Regions from separate parts of the Sus scrofa genome. Here all the other regions are linked to region 2. The links are chromatin contacts, called in public Hi-C and HiChIP or PLAC-seq maps. All regions are on one chromosome and are shown on one strand. Each heading gives the region's core, a stretch centred on a gene start, on an enhancer-like site or on the middle of the called end of the contact. The rest is flanking DNA. Distances are from core to core; before and after follow the strand shown. Region 1 holds the start of MED4 (mediator of RNA polymerase II transcription subunit 4). Region 2 holds the start of LPAR6 (lysophosphatidic acid receptor 6). Region 3 holds the start of FNDC3A (fibronectin type-III domain-containing protein 3A).

What was found. A called contact is a pair of places that touch in the nucleus more often than the background predicts. HiChIP or PLAC-seq counts read pairs in DNA pulled down with a chosen protein or histone mark.
Region 1: a contact with region 2 is called in an H3K27ac HiChIP or PLAC-seq map of alveolar macrophages. The contact joins the promoter of MED4 here to the promoter of LPAR6 in region 2. A contact is called at or near these places in 1 of 5 promoter capture datasets (fetal liver), 1 of 47 Hi-C or Micro-C datasets (embryonic fibroblasts) and 1 of 2 datasets of contacts at active chromatin or transcription factors (alveolar macrophages).
Region 3: a Hi-C map of liver shows a contact between it and region 2, with 4 times the contacts expected there. The contact joins the promoter of FNDC3A here to the promoter of LPAR6 in region 2. A contact is called at or near these places in 1 of 5 promoter capture datasets (liver) and 4 of 47 Hi-C or Micro-C datasets (embryonic fibroblasts, heart right ventricle and liver).

The regions. Positions count from the first base shown.
Region 1 is chr11:19,549,240-19,553,751 of Sscrofa11.1, forward strand. It overlaps MED4 (mediator of RNA polymerase II transcription subunit 4), which reads left to right and starts at 2,619. Exons shown (of 7, transcript XM_013978727.2): 1 at 2,619-2,794. The coding sequence starts at 2,667. It overlaps LOC110255811 (a long non-coding RNA gene), which reads left to right. Exons shown (of 3, transcript XR_002336671.1): 3 at 322-727.
Region 2 is chr11:19,214,112-19,218,583 of Sscrofa11.1, forward strand. LPAR6 (lysophosphatidic acid receptor 6) reads left to right here and starts at 2,194. Exons shown (of 1, transcript XM_003482887.4): 1 at 2,194-4,472. All of the region lies in intron 17 of RB1 (RB transcriptional corepressor 1), which reads right to left.
Region 3 is chr11:18,755,096-18,759,367 of Sscrofa11.1, forward strand. FNDC3A (fibronectin type-III domain-containing protein 3A) reads right to left here and starts at 2,647. Exons shown (of 26, transcript XM_021065328.1): 1 at 2,520-2,647.

The DNA.
Region 1 (4,512 bases), core at 1,369-3,868, 340 kb after region 2:
TCAGTGATGTTGAGAATTTTGTCATGTGCTTGTTGGCCATTTGTATATCTTCTTTGGAGAAATGTCTGTTCAGGTCTTCTGTCCATTTTTCAGTTGGGTTGTTTGTTTGTTTGTTTGTTTGTTTTCCTGTTGAGTTGTATAAGTTGTTTGTATATTTTAGAGATTAAGCCCTTGTCAGTTGCATTGTTCGAAACTATTTTCTCCAATCCCATAGGTTGTCTTTTTGTTTTTTTTAATGGTTTCCTTTGCTGTGCAGAAGCTTGTCTGTTTGATTAGGTTCCATTGGTTTATTTTTGCTTTTATCTGTTTTCTTTTTTTTAGTGCCTGACTACTGGAAGAGAAATGCTTGAGTTTGATTCTTCACCCACCTTTGATGGAAACTGACTTGGAACATACTTTGGGAACTGGCTAGGGGAAGGAGCTTCAGAACAGAGGCTTGGAGGACATAGTATTTCATGGAGTTCTTGTGGTGCAATGGGTTAAGAATCTGACTACAGTAGCTCACGTCATGTGGAGGCACAGGTTAAACAATCCCTAGCCCTGTGCAGTAGGTTAAAGGATCGAGCGTTGCTGCAGCTGTGGGGTAGATCTCAGTTGCTGCTCAGGTTCAGTGCCTGGCCTGGGAACTTCCATGTGCCGTCAGTGTGGCCATAAAATTAAAAAATGAAAAATAGTGTTTCTTGAGTTATAAGGTACCAGGGCCAATGCCCACTACTGCACTGCTGAATATTCCTTTTTTTTTTTTTTTTTTTTTTTTTCTTTTTGCCATTTTTCTTGGGCCGCTCCCGCGGCATATGGAGGTTCCCAGGCTCGGGGTCGAATCGGAGCTGTAGCCGCCAGCCTATGCCAGAGCCACAGCAACGTGGGATCCAAACCGCATCTGCCACCTACACCACAGCTCATGGCAATGCCAGATCCTTAACCCACTGAGCGAGGCCAGGGATCGAACCCGCAACCTCATGGTTCCTAGTCGGATTCGTCAACCACTGAGCCACCATGGGAACTCCTGAATATTCCATTTTTTGGTTGAAGATGCCATAAATATTTGAAGTTGCTTTTAAGAATCTTTGGGAGGGAGTTCCTGTCATGGTGCAGCAGAAATGAATCCAACTAGGAACCATGAGGTTGCAGGTTTGATCCCTGGCCTTGCTCAGTGGGTTAAGAATCTGGTGTTGTCGTGAGATGATGTGTAGGTGGCAGACGCAGCTCGAATCTGATGTGGTATAGGCTGGCAGTTACCAATTGGACCCCTAGCCTGGGAGCCTCCATATGCCATGGGTGCGGCCCTAAAAAGCAAAGAAAAAAAAAAAAAAGAATCTTCAGGAGACTATGGACAGAAATCATTGAAAATAAGATTTTACCAATTAGAGGCAAAACTATAGATAACTACAGTTTGTTTTCAGTTTCTGATGATTTCAGCACCTCTGTCAACAACAAATCCAATAATAGTTATTGGGACTCACCGTGTTTCAGACAGTATTCTGAGACTGGGGCTAGGTCTTTGAGAAGTTCCAAGAGACTCTGCCCTCATGGAGTTTATATCCTAGTGGAGGAGACAATTAGCAGAGCACACATCAACTGACTTAGGTGAAATGTTAGAAGATGACAAATGCTGTAGGAAAAAATGAAGAGCTGGGTAAAGGTGGCGGAAGGTGGAGGTGAGACGGCAGTTGTAAACAAGGTGGCCAGGGTGGGGGTCCCGAAGAAAGTGCAGTTTGTGTCCCAAGAGCAGATGGCCTTGTGACTTTCTGGGGGGCAACCCATGAAGGCAGGGAGAACAGCAGTGCCAATGCCCTAAGGCAGGAGCGTCCTGGTGCTTGAGAACCAGAATGACTGGAGCCGAATGAATGAAGGGGTGTGACTACAGAAAGGCCAGAGGATGCTGGTGTTGGTAGCACAACAATATGAATATACCTAATTCCAGTGAATTGTACACTTACACACCATTAACACAGTAATTTTATGCTGAATGCATGTGACCACAGAAAAAAAAAATTAAAGAAAATAAGGATTACATTTCCTGTCCTAAAGAGCTCACAGCCTCCCTGAGAGCCCGAACAGAGGGTGGAAATAGCATTATGGGAACGCAGACTAAACAGCGATAAATCCGGTAGGTCCCCGGCCCATTGCTCAAAGACACTGACACAAGATGCAGGCCATTATGTAATTCCCACAAATGCCCTTGAGCAGGAGTTCCCACTGTGGCACAGCCCAACACTATTAGGGGCATCTCTGCAGCACTGGGACGCGGGTTTGATCCCCAGCTGGCACAGTGGGTTAAAGGATCCAGCGATTGGTAGGTCACAAATGTATCTGGGATTTGATCCTTGGCCCAGGAACTCCGTATGCCCGCGAGGCGGCCAAAAAAAAGGAAAAAACAAACAAACAAACTCCACTGAGCAGCTGCTTGAATAAGCTAAGGTGCTGGAAACCTGACCGCGTTGGGCCCCCAGTTCTGGGTTTGGCCCTCGCTCGCGGGTTGGACCCAAGAAGCCCTCACTAGCCCAGCAGATGGCGCCGGCGCCTGCAAGACACCTCCAGGCGCGCAGGGGGCGCTCTGGCCCAGGCTCTCTACCTCGCCTCTGTGACCCTTCCTTCCGCCCGCGGACCGACACTCTTCCTTAGAGCGCAGCTGCGCACGCGCCGGCTGTTAGTGTGTCGGGAGGATGGCGGCGTCTTCGAGCGGCGAGAAGGAGAAGGAGCGGTCGGGCGGCGGCGGTTTGGGAGCGGCGAGCGGCAACAGCACTCGCGAGCGGCTGCTTTCTGCGCTGGAAGACCTAGAGGTCTTGTCCAGGTGAGGCCGTCGCCTGGGGGCCTGGCTGGAGCTGGGCCGGGAGCATTGACTCAGGCTGGTTCCTGGGTCTCGGCGGGGAGGGCCGCACTCCGGGACTGCGGCGCGCGCTTCGGAGGCAGTGCGCGAGGGTCGTGGACGTAGGCCCGCAACCCTCGGGGACTCGCCGGCATTCCCGCCCCACCCCCATAGAGGACATTTTAATACTGCCAGTGACTCTGGAACCCCAGACTCTCAGAATCGTAGGGACCTTAGAGGTCGCCGGGAGAGTCGCTTCGTCCACCGGCCTTCGACAGACATGTAAGGAGCTCCTCCCGCCGGTCCCGCGCTGGGAGACGGTCCTGAGGGAGACTAGATACTGACGTAGACGAGCCCAGTGTCCGGGGTAGACAGACGTGTAAACAGTAACTGTGGCGCGGAGCCTGTTTGGATTGGAGGCTGCTGCAGCAGGGGCGCTAGGCGTCTGTCCCCCTTGTCGTCAGGGCAGGCTCCCTGGAGAAACGAATGCACTCTCTAGAGGAAGTTAATTCAGACTCTTTAGCTTAGAATGTCCAGCAAGGGCATTCATCCTGTTAATCCATCCTGTTGTCGCTGCACTTCTCAGCCCTCCAGTAATATCCTTTATTCCAGCCTCGGTGAACTGCTTCCCAGCTTCCTTTTCTTCAGTGCGTTTCCACTCCACCTCCAACCTGATTCATTTATCCTCCAGAATCCTGTTCAAGTGTCCCTTTTTCTGTAATCAACATTCTAAATCTTACTATATACAGGCACACCTTGTTACACTTTATTGCACTTTGCACATATTGCATTTTTTACAAATTGAAGGTTTGTGACAACCATGTGTCAATCAGGTCTGTTGGTACCATTTTTCCGTCAGCATTATTTTTAAATTAATGCTGTTTTCTTTAATGTATAATTGTTTTTTAGACATAATGCCATGGCACACTTAATAGACTACGGTATAGTGTAAACATAACTTTTATATGCACTGAAAAACCAAAAACTGAGTCACTTTATTGTGGTAGTCACATCATTGCATTGATGTGGAAAACTGAACCTGAAGTATCTCTGAGGTATGTCTGTAATTGTATTATCTGATCTACTAATAATTACATTTTTATCTTTGCTGTGAGTTCAGGCCTTGCCATACATGGCAAGCATTACTTACCAGATTCCTTGGTCAATGTGATACCAAATGATGTTTTAATATACTAAGTAACCTGATGCTAAAAATGTAAAAACACATAGACACCGGAAGTTAAATAGCTTATGTGTTTAATTCACTGTTTAGGCTATTAGATTGAAATACCTTGTAGTGACAAAAAGGACACGTGGAATTTTGGCGTCAGTACAGTGAACAAGGAACTCATGGGCATAAGACAGCAATCTTAATGTTTCCTCTGTGTAAATGTTCACACAGATTAATTCATGTGCTATTTCCTTCATGTTGATTCACTTCCTGGCTTGTGGAGAATTTGTCAGCTTCTTTAGTTAATCCTATCAGATGAATATCAGCATGATTTCTTAGTAAAAAGACCTTGGCGAGACTGAGTTCTCCGAGTATGAGGTTTTCAGTTAAATTATTCAAGTATCCGAGTTCCTGTCGTGACGCAGAGGAAAGGAATCTGACTATGAACCATGAGGTTGCGGGTTCGATCCCTGGCCTCCTCAGTGGGTTAAGGATCTGGTGTTGCCGTGAGCTGTGGTGTAGGTCGAATACA
Region 2 (4,472 bases), core at 944-3,443:
TTTTTTTTTTTTTTTGCCAGTCTGAAACAGTCCACTTGCTTTAACTAAAAAAATCAACAACAAAAGGCTGGGCTTTAAAGGGGGCCCCTTTGTAGAGTCAGTCCCTCCCCTCTTTTGTCTGTAACCTTTCTGAGGCAGCACTGGTAACTTGTGATATTGATAGGAAATCCTCCAATTTTCCAAGAATGTGAAATAAGATGACTGAAATGATCACACTGGCAAACCAATAAAAGAAGTGATCATGGAAATTTTGTTCTGGGAATGGATTGCTAGTGGCTTAGAATCTTACTGATTAAAGCTTCCATATGCTTTTAGGCATTAATAGCTATTTAAAGAGGCCATCTTTGGGTTAAAAGAAAAACATGTACATAAATGCTCAAAGTGAAATGAGTTTATGCTTTTAGGTGTACTTGCAATATATTCATAGAGCTAGATCTTAAAAATCTGTCATTTGTAAAAAAAAAAAAAAAAAAAAAAAAAAGGAAAAAAAGAAATTTAGTCAAGCGTATATACTCATTCCTCTTCTAGGAATTTAGAGTGAAACTAGTTATGCAGCATCCTTCTGAGAACTGAGAAAACAGTCACTCAAGTCATTTTCTGTGTTTCTGGTAAAGGCCTGACTGACTATATTAATGGGACTATACTAAGACATTATTACCAGGCATGGCTTTCGCCCTCAAGATTAGAAATTCCAAACTTTGATCCAGCTTTAAAGGCTAGCTTTCTCTAGACATTATCTCCTCTGGAGGCCCTTATCTCCATGTTGTACAAACATCTACTGTTACACTCTACACTGCAATTATTTCTTTGTTTTCTACTCCTAACCGGATTGTATGTCCTAAAAGCCAGACATTTTAACAAGGTCTGAAGAAGTACAAAAAAGGAACTGATGAGATTGGGAGGTCTCCTCCACACAAAAATGAAGTAAGATTTTAAGAGGGGCAGATGAAGGAGCAGGAAGCAGGCAGAGACAGGAAAAAAGGAGGAAGGGACAAGGGAAGTGCTGGAAGTGATGAATACCCTCCCTCAAGTTCTAGGTCTTACACCACCACAGCCTTCCTGCTCCTCTGCACTTCCTTTACCTCTTTGCTTGAAGCTGCTTCAATCACCATTCTTGTCTGCTTTTACTTTGCTATAAATCATCATACATTACCTTTGAAATCTTTCTTCTTCTACTCCCACCCAACCCCACCAGCTGGTTCAACCCCCCGAACTCAGGCTCTAGTAAAGAGTTGCATTTGCAGTAATGACAAAAAGGTAAATCACTTTTAGGTAATGACAGAACGGTAATGATCCCCATTTAGTAATACTAAATTTGTCTACAATTTAATAAATTTTCCTATTAGGTTAAAAGATATTTGGACATAAAATAAATATATTCTATCAATATAAATTATACATGTTCTATTCTCAAACTGAGAAAGTTTTGTTTCTAAACTTAAATAGAAAATTTATCATACAGCACTGTAAATCAACTATACATAAATAAAAAAATAATTTTTTAAAAGAAAAAAATTACTGTAACAGGCTTCAGAAGAATCTAAAACGAGAAGATTTTGGCTTTTTTTTTTTTTGCCACATCCATGATGTGTGGAAGTTCCCAGGGGCAGGGATCAAAGCCACACCCAAGCAGTGACCCAAGCTGCTGCAGTGACAATGCTACATCCTTAATCCACTGCACCACAAGAGAACTCCAACTCCGGCTTTTTTCATAGCTGTAATTTTTTTTTTTTTTTTTTTTTTTGGTCTTTTGTCTTTATAGGGCTGCACCCATGGCATATGGAGGTTCCCAGGCTAGGGGTCTAATTAGAGCTATTGCTGCCAGCCTACACCAGAGCCACAGCAATGTCAGATCCCAACCGTGTCTGCGACCTACACACAGCTCACAGCAACGCCGGATCCTTAACCCACTGAGCGAGGCCAGGGATCGAACCCACAACCTCATGGTTCCTAGTCAGATTTGTTCCCACTGCGCCACGATGGGAACGTCCATAGCTATAAATTTGAGATGGAAAAAGACCCTGAAGAATCACTTCTCATCAGGGCAAACGTGTGCTGCTTTCAAAATGAATAAAATAAATTCAGAACACTGTTCTTCTATTTTAAAATTTCACTGTTCCACACTTTGTTTTAAATGTGAACATAGTTATTTCACTACACTCTCATTCAAATTTTTTTTTTTTTTACATTATCTCATATTCTCAATGTTAAGTACAACTCCAATTATGGCCATCAAAACCTTTAATGAGAGAATACTTTACAGTTGTGAAAATTCCTCCTTGATTAATTTTATAATAAAAAGACATGGTATCTTACTTGTGTTTTGGAAAGGAAAGGTCTTTTGTAGAGGAAAAGCTTTTTTAATGTGTAATCGTCACAGGTTTTTATTTTTTGCTTTTTGCAAACATGTATTACATTAAAAATGCGTGATTTTTAGAATGGATATGAGTAATGTTTAGAATAATATCTCGCACATTTCTCACATCTAAAAATATTAACTGTTCCACACTTTCTTTTTAACTTTTAAAATGTAGGTATAATTTCATATAATAAAATTCTAAAATCTTAAATATTTAGTTTCATCAGTTTGACAGTTTTAAAAGTATAATCTGCTTTAAATTCTTTTTGGAAGCAAGAGCGTATAAATAAATACTTAGTTGATCATTTGTGACTTGATTTGTGACTGTCTGGCAGGGGAAATTGAAAGAGGGTAGGACCAGAAATAAGACAAGATACTATAACCACCACATAGATAAAAGTGACAGGGTTAGTAAAAAGACAGCAGAGAGAATAAAGAAGGGACAAAATAAAACTGATACTATCATCAAGGCTAGAAATAACCAATTCGAAAAAAAAAAACAGAGGAGTTCCTGTCATGGCTTAGCAGAAAACAATCTGACTAGTATCCATGAGGATGCAGTTGGATCTCTGGCCTTGCTCAGTAGGTTAAGGATCTGGCATTGCCATGAGCTGTGGTATAGGTCACAGATGAGGCCAGGGACCAAACTTGCAACCTCATGGTTCCTAGTCAGATTCGTTTCCACTGCACCATGATGGGAACTCCTAAAATATCAGTTTTAAATTAGTTAAGTAACTGAGAAAGAAAAATAAAGTGCTCTTAAATTCACCAAATTTCCTTAATTGATACCTGCAAGGAATAGTTTCAGCTCAAATGGAACCAAGCTAGAAAATAGTAACATTAAACCAAACTATAGTCTTTTCTGAAAAAAATGGTAATTTAGAATAAGAAAAAACATAATCCTTGAGGAAATACTATCTACATTCAACTACCCCTTTCTCACACATACTTCCTTCTAATTTCTTTGGGCTTTAAAAAATGAGTCTACTTTAAACACAGAGAAACCACTCACATGAGCTTTTAAATGAAAACAAAATCTGACCTACATTCCAATATATAATTAATGTCAAATTATTAGGAGGAGTAGGTGAGGGCGGGGGGAATTAAAATCAGGAACCTAAAATTTAGCCAAGTAGTGTAACTTTTATTTTACAAAATTTATTTCAATCAATTTAGGGGAAAATATTTTGTTTAAAAAGATACAATTTCATTCTGTAAAATTAAAACTATGCCAAACATAAACATTTTCAAATTTATTCTTTGGTAAAAGTGGTAATTAAAAAATTAAAAGTGCTATAAAATTTTAATTTAATTTTATGAGAACGAGGAAAGGATGTTAGAAAATTGTTAATCGAAAAGTGAAGAGATCCAGGATTGGAGCCACACACAATCATGGCAATTAAAACAAATTAAATCTTGAGGAGCAACTGTGGAAAACAGAAGCCAAGAGTGCAAAATTTGGTCTCTCAACTCAAATCCTTTTTATAACTAAATTTCTCTCTTTTACAGTCATTAAACAGTTTCTTTTTAATGCTATATTAAGATATCACCAACAATTTCAATTTAGAAGTACACCTACAAATTTCAGTTTTAAAAAAGTCCTATCCTAAACACATACTGATTTTTTTCCTCTCTCAACTACTACCAAAAAGAGAGAAAGAATAAAAAAGAAAGGAAAGAAAAGCAAACTCCCTGAGAAATGGTCAACATTCCAGAATGCGTTTCTGCAAAAAAAGAGTTAATGGGCAGACGGCTCAGCTAAACAGTCAGTGGCCTTTGCAAGCCTCCTAGGTATATTCCCAGCAGACACATTATCAGATTAAAGGAACTGCAAACAAACTGGGCTGAAACCTTTCTTTGTCCAAGCCCAGCCTCTTCTTCCTGTGATGTCATACTACAAATCCAGCAAGCCTTTCTTTTTCTCCTCAGAGAAAGTCCGTCTCACAATACAGCTGGTTACAGAGGAAAAGGCCTCGATTCAGCAAGAGCTAACACGCTGAGGAATCTATTTGGAACCTTTCAAAGACTCCTCTGCCTACCGCCATCTGGCATCCAATGTAGGAATACGGAAAACTTCATTTAAAAGGAGCAAGAAGTAAATGAGACCGAACTG
Region 3 (4,272 bases), core at 1,397-3,896, 460 kb before region 2:
CATAAAAATATTTAATAAAATTTTTTCCTGTCAAATCATTGTCCCTTCTTCCCACTAACTGGTATATAAGTAGTGATGGCAAAAATGAAGGAGCTAAAAGCTGAAAGCAAAATTTTAGTTTCTATATTATAAAAGATGTGTTAAAAATCCTTCTCATCACTGCTTTTAAGTCCACCATCTGTCTCAGGGGGCACTTTATCTCATTACTTGAGAAAAATCAATTCAAACAGAAAATATCAAAAAGGCAGAGGACTCAATGCTCTGGACTATTTTTGGATGATTTAAACAAAACTTAGGCGATGGCAAGAATTACAGATTTAGCAAATAAACAAAAACTAAATATTTAGCCAAATACAAGATCACAGCCACAAAACTCAATTAGTTTCTTCCTAACATATGGCTCCAACTCCTGGGTGGCATATGTTTAGCACTAGTGCTGCTAATATCATGGTGATAAAATATTATAGTAACAGTTCAACTTTTGTTATTTCATTCTTATAATACAGAAAAAACAGATCAACTTTGCTTTCAAGAACTAAAAACACAGACCACAAGAAGCAAAATAACTATGCTGCTGTTTTAAAAGTCCACAGTCTACACATACGTGAGGATAATACAGTTAAAAAAAAATTCTGTCAGCCTGGTATTCTTAGTTAATAGATGCTTAGACACAAAGGTGTCCAAAGGAACTTGCATGAAATTTCACAAAAGAAAATCTCGGATTTTCGATTCTTAGCACCCCAGTAACCATTATACCTCCTCCTCCCACACACACACACATACACACACACACACACACACACACACACACAAATCCTCAAGGCTTCTAACGCTAACAGTAAATAAAAGAACGATTAACGACTACATTAATTAAAACCGCCGTCGTTCTGCCCGCGATTTTATGGCTAAATTATGTGTTCATTTTCCTTTACCTAACGCATGACGTCCTTCCACAGCCGTGTCAAAAGTTCAAAGATCCAGGTTGTTAAACAGGGCGAGGACTGCGGCCAGGAGTCCACCCCCGGCTGAACAGGTGGCTAACTCCGCCGGCTGGAGGAACAGCCAGGTACTGGCACCAGCCAAACAAGATCAAACACACAGGGGCGGGTTTCGAGGTTTTAACCCCAACGGGAGCGGGGGAAACTCTTCGGAGGAGCGTTCAAGTTCGGCGGCTGCCGCGCAGCCAAAGCCGAAGCGCGGCGGCCTCTCGGCGATCCTCCCGGGAGGGCTCCGCACTCGACCCCCGCGCCGCCCGCAGCGGCGCAGCTCGCCGCGGGCCGCGGGCCAGGGGGCCAGGGGGGCGGAGGGAGGGCCGAGGGAGGGCCGCCCGCGCCCCTGCGCCGCCTCCTCGGGCTGGTGGCCGGGCCGCAGCCGCGCCCCCGCGAGCGCCTCCCGGCGAGACTCGGACCCGGCAGGTGCCCCACGAGCGGACGAGTCTCGCCCGCGGCCCACTCCCGTCGGCCCAGCGCGCGCCCACAGGACGGGGTGGGCCGGGCCCCTCGACGGGCCCGAGCCCCGCTCGGCGTCCCGGCCGCTCAGATCCAGCCTAACGGTTTCCCAGGTGCCTGCTCCGGGGCGGGACGGAACCCGGACCCGGACCGGAGCCGGGACGGCGTGGTCTCCCCCGCCTTTCCCGAAGGGAGCGCCCGCGCTCTCACCTCCGAGTCCAGCCGCTCTGAGGCGGAGGAAGGCGGCTACCCCGGCGCCTCTTCTTCGGGTTCCTGATCGTTCTCGCTCTACCTCAGCAGCAGAGCCAGCTCTCGGCGCCGCCGCGGCCGCCGGCGCACTGACTGTTGGGGTGGTTTCCCGGCAGTGACGGCGCCGCCTCAGCCCCGCTCTTCGCTCCCTCTCCGCGTAGCTCCCGCTTTCTGTTTCACCCGAGGGACCACGAACGCCGCCGCCGCCATGCTTACTACGGAGCCGGGAGGAGGAGCCCGGAGTCTGCGCGCCGAGTGCGGCTGCGCGAGTCCCGCCGACGGCGCCTCCAGCCGGCCGGGTCCCCCCGGTGCCCGCCTCAGGCCGGCCGCCCCGCGGGTCTCTCCCGGGAGCGCGAGGACGCCGCGGAGCCGCGGGTGCGGGACGACCGCGTACCCCTCACTGCTGCCGCAGCGCCCACCGCGCTCCCGGGGCTCCGGGCTCTCTCCAGAGGCCCGGCAGCGCCCGGGTCGTCGTAGTCTCCGCCGCGGCCAGGCTGGGAGCGACACTGGGGAAATGAGTTAATTGATGTTCTGGGGACCACTCACACAATTCTCAGTCACAATTATAAAAAGCTCACCCTGAGGCGCGCCGGGTCAGCCTCTTTCCGAAAGCACAAAACTTAACGCCGGCAGGTGCTTTTAAAGACACTCCCCCAAGGAACAGGAAGCCAACCGAAGTGGGCTTGGATGTTTTCAATCCCAAACACTTAGAGCCCGAGATCTCCGCAGCCAGAGGAAATGTTTAGAAATTTACTTCAGTTGAAAAAGTGAGGGTTAATTTCTCGGTCTCGTCCCCACTCAAATCGCGCGGAAACCCATTACCTTCGTTTGTACAACAGCCCGAAGATTAACAAGTGAACGCAGCCGAGATTTCCTTGCACCTCCAGCAACTGGGGGCGCTGCAATAATGTCTGAGGGCTGGTCAGGGCTGCTTCCTTTTGCGGTTTCCACTTGGAGGACTTGGGATGGGGATAGGCCTTGGGATCGAGAGTCCAACTTCAGGAACTGTCCCTTCAAAAACAATTGACCGATGTAACCAGGCTCCTTGCTCTGGCTTTATTTCAGTTCATTAATTGCGCTGCCTTTAAAAACAGCAGTGCTTTTATTTTCACCTTTTCACAGAAATCCTTTTAAAATGCGCATATTCCTTATCTTAAGAAATACAATGGTTAATGAAATCCTTTGTTGATGAGTGACGGTCAAACGGTCAAACGCGATACCTTGGCCCTATGTTTAAGTCCCAAGGGATTGCGGAGGTATCGAGATCTTTACTTAGGTAATCTCTTTTTTCTCTTTGGAATGTTCTCATCACCTTTTCTAATATCTGTCGCTGCTTCTCATCTCAATTGCCTCTTGATCCACTCATAACCTTCCTCTCATCCTTTCAACTTTACTGTTTGTTTTTTACTCTTTTCTCCTTTCTTGACTGCTTTTCTCTATGGCTCTGGGTGATAATTGATCAGATGTTTATATCCACAGCCAGCCAATGAGAGATTTCTTTTCTTCCCAAGAGTAAATAGGATGGTGATTCTATATACCAAGTGGTACCTAGAGATATTTTCTTTGCTGTTCACTTTCAAAAGTTCTTTTCCTTGCAGAGGTGTTTCCTTTTCTTAACTTCCAGATCTGGCCCTCTTCCAGACAAAATTCCTGGAAAGCTGATCCCTGAGTAATTGAAGCATAACCATATACTGTTTTAAAATATGAAGATTTATCAGAATGTGGGTGAGTTGGGTGGCTTTTCCATATTGCTGCCCCAGCTCTCTTTGGTTAGAGATTAAGCTATTGGTTTCCAAACTTGACCCTGAGCTGATCATTTTCAAAATTTCTGACTTGGCTGCTTTTAATAAAGATAGAATCTTGCAATCCAGCCCTCAAGATTTTGATTCCTTTGGGGATAAGTAGGACTAAGAAATGGCATTTTTCTAAAAAAATTATATTTTGGGCTTATACATATAAGCACAACAAGAAAAAAACAGCTTTTTTGAAAGAGACTAAGACAATTCAAGAATATCATTGAAGTAGACCTAGATTAGTCAACAATGTGCAATACTGTAAGGTTGAGTCAAGCAAGAACTGGGGAATTTATGTTCTGTGGAGAGAATGAATCACACACATAAATAACCTTCACAAGGGCACCAGTATGAATTCTCTGGGAATCCAAAGAGGGACAAGAATTTACATTGACTTTGAACAAGTCACTTCTCAGAGCTTCATTTTTCTTACCAATAAAATAAGGGTTCTTTTCAATCCTTACTTTTCTTGAGCTCTTGATAATACCCAACACTTTAACCACTTATTTCCTTGAATGATTCTTCTTCCTTTGGCACTATGCCCTCTCAGTACTGCTTCTCTAATTCCCTTGCCGATTCCTTCTCCTCTCTGGCTATTAAATATAGAACTCACAATTCAGTCTAGTTTCTTTTCTGTTTTCATTGTAATCTCTTGGCCTAAACATCATCACCCACCCCAATGGCTTTAGTTATCATCTATATTTTGATGATTTCCATGTATGTGTCTCTAGCCTAGACCCTTACCCTAAATCCCAAATCTGATACCAACAACTTCATAGACA